Regions from separate parts of the Ovis aries genome. Here region 2 is linked to region 1. The links are chromatin contacts, called in public Hi-C maps. All regions are on one chromosome and are shown on one strand. The core of a region is the stretch at or near the end of the contact, and the rest is flanking DNA. Distances in the headings are between cores, read along the strand shown.

Evidence for each region. A called contact is a pair of places that touch in the nucleus more often than the background predicts.
Region 2: a Hi-C map of tail adipose tissue shows a contact between it and region 1, with 2.1 times the contacts expected there. The contact joins two enhancer-like sites. A contact is called at or near these places in 3 of 16 Hi-C or Micro-C datasets (blood, skin fibroblasts and tail adipose tissue).

What each region holds. Positions count from the first base shown.
Region 1 is chr15:64,328,445-64,331,144 of ARS-UI_Ramb_v3.0, reverse strand. It overlaps LOC132657831 (a long non-coding RNA gene), which reads right to left. Exons shown (of 2, transcript XR_009596541.1): 1 at 2,241-2,700. Among named protein-coding and RNA genes, the nearest start is that of TRNAC-ACA, 48 kb to the left of the region's middle. Within about 2 kb of position 1,419, at least 19 of the 54 cell types and tissues checked have an H3K27ac peak or open chromatin away from gene starts, as enhancers often do. A contact at or near this core is called in tail adipose tissue, where this site is marked.
Region 2 is chr15:64,404,913-64,407,612 of ARS-UI_Ramb_v3.0, reverse strand. No RefSeq gene overlaps it. Among named protein-coding and RNA genes, the nearest start is that of TRNAC-GCA, 17 kb to the left of the region's middle. Within about 2 kb of position 1,387, at least 27 of the 54 cell types and tissues checked have an H3K27ac peak or open chromatin away from gene starts, as enhancers often do. A contact at or near this core is called in tail adipose tissue, where this site is marked.

The sequences.
Region 1 (2,700 bases), core at 170-2,669:
AGCTTATCTGTTGTATACATACCGAACAATCCTTATAAAGCTTGCGTCCATATCCAACTGAGACTATATTTACCAGGAACGAGCCAACCACTATCCAGATAATTAACAATTCCTTACCTGCAGACTAATACATATCACCTTGGTATGTAAAGCCAGATATAGCCCAGTGAAATGGCACTCTTTTCCTGTAATAGTTGGAGGTGGCTTTTTCCCATGGTTTTGATTTCAATAACAAAATCAAATTTTATAGTTTTATAGCACTTACTTTGATGTAAAGCCAAATTAGCCCATGAGATAAGGCAGCAGATTATAAAAGCAAGGTGCCTTATGATCATGGACATTATTTAGTTGTCTTTTTTAACATTTATTTTCTTTTTTAACTGAAGGGCAATTGCTTTACATTTGGTTGTTTCTATAAGCATCTCCTTTTTGTATCCTTAGGTTTCTTTATTATTTGTCATTAAAACAAATTACCCTTAAAAAAAAAAAAAACTACATTTTTAAACTCAGTTTCTCAACCGTGGCTGAGGCTCAAAGGCACCTGTTATCCATCCCAAGGTCCCCACCCAAGACACACTGGACTCTCTGGGAGTGATGGGGTGGGGAGAATAAGATGAATGGGATTAACGTTCCATTCAAGTGAGGCTGTTGTAGACCCAGAATTGAGAATCGCACTGGGTTAACTACTTGAAATGGTACCTAGAATCTGAAAGGCAGTATTAGATTTGGAAATTAATCAGAAAAATCCTTCTATATATTTTTTTCCTTCAATAGCTTAGCAAGGATGCTTGCTATCCCAAGTTTTCTGTTGCAACTTACGTCCTCCATAGGAATGAAGGGTATGTACAGTCCATCCAGGCACAGTGTAAATCAAAACACATGCCAATCTCTGGAAGGAAAGTGTTCGGACCATCTAACTGGATTCCACTAGAATGAGTCTGTGAGACACCACACTGAAGTAATTGAAAACCAACCCCTCTTTAGGATAGCCAAAACATACAAAAAATTGGATTTAACTCAATTTTCAAAAAGAAATTGCTTCTAATTGCATAATGCATACATCATATCCTTCTGCAAACAAAAACACACCAAATGTCAGAACCTGGCCTGAGAGTACACTGGTTTCCAGCCCTGAATGTGTTGCCTATTCCTGCCAAAGCTCACCTTTCCTCCCCCCCTCTTTTATTCCCATGAGCTGCATGCTCTGAGGTAATCGGGCAGAAAAGTACATCTGAAGATGGAGACCATTAAGAAATCACGCTTCTCTTTATTTATTACAGTCTCCATGGCGAGAGCAAAATAAAAGAAAACTGTTTCAAAGCAACAACAATAAAGGAAGTAGCGTCTCTCTCGGGCAGGCAAATCTCAGAAACTATGCTGCTCAGCGTCAGATGATGCCGTGTGCCCTGCCCCACATGGAAGTGCATGACTCCCCATGGGGCTGGCCTTATGCAGACACACAAACTCCAGAGAGCCGGAACCCGCTGCTAGAAGGTGCCGACTTTTATGCTGTCTCTGGGGATCGGGTTGCTAAGCTTCTCTTTCAACTGACTTCCAGATATCAGATGTGAAATCTCTGGGGCTTTCCAGGCCACCTAATTCAAAGTAATCAGGAACCTGAGTAGGGTCAGAATGCTGGCTGACCTCTTTCAACAAACAGGGACCTAGACTTTGGGCTGCTGAGACAGCCAGTTCTATAGCTCTGGACAAGAGTCAGCAGAATTTCTAATGCTTGAGGCAGGCAACTCCAAAGCTTGGCCCTCTCCCTCTAAGAAATTGGGGTCTCCAGACTTTTTAGTAACATAGTAGTATATTCCCTCATCCTTACTGTATCACTTTGGCCGTGTATTCAAGTCCTTTGACCCATATCAATTGCAGCGAGTTGCTTCCCCTTTAATAAAGGCTTTGAGTATCTAATCATAAATTTTCTGAACCATCTAACCCAATGACAGTATTCTCCCTGGTTAGCTTCCAAGAGTCCCCACCCCCTTTCCACTTTACCCCAGAAGAAAGTGGAAAAATAGGCAGAGAGAATGGTGAAACAGTAGTTTCTAATAGTTTGCTTGCTTTTTTTTTTCTAAAGGGAGGAAATTCCCTTTGTGGATTACTTAGAGCAAAAATGCTATCTCGGCTCTGGACTTGCCCCTATAGTCATTAACGTTGGTACTTTTAATTTAGTTTTGTAGGTTCCCTTTGCTTAAAAACCCAGGGGAAAAAACCCAACTCTTTAATTTACTCACATCCTGCTGGGCTTTCTCAGGCTAATCATTTTCACACCAGCATTAACTGCAACATCCTAGTTAGAAGCAAAAGGGGAGACAGGTCTACTGGAGGTGGCCAGACCGCTGAGGGAAGGAGGTCCATGCCTCTTGCCGGAAGTCAACACCAGGGCCACCCTCAGCTATTTCAAAGGTCAGCAGGCGCAGTCCTAGAAGAAAACACTACACTTACTTTCCAACCTGCAGAGCTCAGGGAGGCATAAAGATTCAATTAAGTAAATTAACTGACAACATGTGGTAACTGCCAGTTCCTGAGAACCCAAGAGATAAATAGGAAGTTATCCTCACCCTTCAGGTGACGGAAGAATTTATCTTGATGCAACAAAAATAACTACTTTACAATATTGTGATGGTTTTTGCCATACATCAGTATGAACCGGCCATAGGCATACATGTGCCCACCTCCCTCCCCACCCGATCT
Region 2 (2,700 bases), core at 138-2,637, 76 kb before region 1:
AAGCTGGAAGAGCATTGAAAGAAATCATTAGCATGAGACTTTTCAACACTTAACATGTCTGTCTGGATTTAGAGAACAAAAATTCAGTCAGTTTAGTCTCTAGGAAAATCTCCCACAAGGTAGATTTATGATGTAAATTTTACATTGTGCTTGCTTCACCATAATAAACAAATGCTTGAAAAAAATAAATGTAGTCGATTCTAAAAATCATGATTATTTTGAGTATATTATTTTTTTGTTGTTGTTTTTTTATTTTTATTTTTTTATTTTGAGTATATTAAATTCATCACACACTGGGCACACCGATGCGAATGACTGAGAGGCTCCCACTCAGTCAAGTGCACTGCGGTACTGCCAGCCTCGGGAAGGGACAGTACTGCCATGCTCCCCCCCAAGATGCCATGGGGTGCCGCCCAGCCACCCCCCTACCTGCATCTGCTTCTACCGGAAGCTGGGATAGTGAGCTGAGCTCCATTGTCCCAACAGACTTCACTCAGAAAATACAAACTCAAAGTCAAATTAAGACTTGTAAGATGGCAGTGTTAGGACATTAAACCCCAAGCGAGTCCTCTGAGCATGAATCGATGGCACCAGTCACTCAGCCATGAGTCCAGCCCCACCAGGGACAACTGCATAGGTACTCAGTTTCTCCTATGGGCCTTAACAGATGTGCTGGTCTCATGTTGAGAGTGTAACGCTGGGTTGCATGCTATATAAGAGCTAAACTAGACTGTAAGACCTTTGAAGGTCAGAGATTCTCTGATTGCTCTTTCTCCCAAAGCACTTAGAAGGTTTTGACACACTAACCAATAGCACATAAATCACATAGTGTAAGTCACAAACTGAAACGCTGGAGATACAATATTCTGGGGCACATACGGGGAGTTGAATTACAATTTTCATCACAGCAAGGTGACTGTGGAGCCCCCATTCCGGAATAAGGAGCCCATCAGCATGGGAGGTAGAAGGGTGGAAGCTATCACTTAAAGGTGCAACATGGGAGAGGGTTGGGGAGGAAGGTTTCTGAAAGAGACTGTTTGCTGGCCCTGAGCCTTAGCTCACATCATTGATACATATACATCACAAAGCAATTTCGATTCTCTGGGGAGAATTAGGCAATGATGTGCACTTGGAAACTATAAGGAAAATGGAGCCACGCCTTAAATGTTGTGGTTAAAAGCTGGAAACCACAACCTCTCAGCTCCTTATTATTGAGACTTCTTAATAGCAAAATTCCTTCCTGACTCCGTGCATAATTGCCTGCAAGAGGGAGCAGGAGATGAGGTCCCTCCATCCTGCAAGGCTCAGATGCCAATCCGATTGATTCACAGGCTCCCTGCTGTTTGAAACTGTCCTGCCAAGTGGCTGCTGGGAGAAGTCATGAAGCCAGCGGATGGAAATAGCCCTGACTGCTGGGAGAAAGAGGATCTCCAGCGCTCTCTTCTCACTCTGTAACAAATACTGACGAAGCATTTTTGCATCTCTGCCAGTTGCTATGGAGACCGTGAGGGGAACACATGTAAATAGTCCGCCTGTGAGAGACATGCTAAGGTCCTCCAATGCAATGTGCTTTCTCTTCTAGACTTTTCTCTTTCTGGCTGAGAGCTGCAGTTTGCAGCTACATCAGTAAGCTCTGTGGTTTCAGGCCTCAGACTCGTGAGACTCCTGTTTAAGGAACTTGTCTACCAGGAGCGAGAGGGAAACACCCCATGTCTGGGTGAGATCTTCATTTGAAACACTTTCCTAATACATTTATGTTAGCAGAAAGTTCCTCCACTTTCTCATCTGTAAAGCGGGAGAGATAAAGCCCCCCTCGTGGGTGGAAGGCTGAGAAGGGACACAAGCTTTGTAAAGATGAAAGCACCAGGTACATCTGCTGCTGCTGCTGCTGCTGCGTCGCTTCAGTCGTGTCCGACTCTGTGCCACCCCATAGACGTACGTCTAGCAGCATGAATTAACGGAATTTCCGTGATTACCGTGTATTACTAAAGACTTGTCAAATCCAAACATAGTCTCATTTAGGCATTGGCATGTACAAACGGGGCCAGCTCATCATCAGAGCTAGCGGTTAGAAGGCATTGTTCCTTCTCAAAGCTTGGTGTGGATGTCCCCATGCTATCACTTAGTCCTGCTAAAGACAGGCTAGTTCAGAAGAGGAATCTAGGTCTCGGGGCCTGGCTCCTGCAACTGTCCAGGGCCTCCGTGGTGATCAACAGCCTCATCCACAGCCTTTCATCCACGCGAGAGCAGAGTAGCTCAGCCGCCAATTTCTTCCGCCCCTTGAGAAAACCCAGGTGTTTTCTTACAACACAAATACACGCCCAGGGCTCAGAAAAGCCAGCAGATCTAGGAGCAGGATCCAAGCCCGCAGATCCTCCTCCTCAGAGAGGCACGGAGGAGGACCAGAGAGTAGGTGTGGGCAAGCTCTGGTTTGAATTCCAAAAGCAGCCCCTCGAATTCCAGCTCCTGCGTGGGAGGAGGGGCGGGGCCTAGGGCGAGGGCGTTGTCCTCAGTGACCGTCTGCTGCCGCCCACGCCCCCGCGTCTCAGCCGGCTCTGTTCTCTGCTATCTCCTTGGTAACCCCACGTGGTGCTGTGGTGCTGTGGTGAAGAGAGGAAACAGCGCAAACAGAATCAGTCAGCGGTGGGGAACTAGGCTTGCTGCTTCTTCCACCCAGCTCCCTCTCCATTCCAGAGTTCT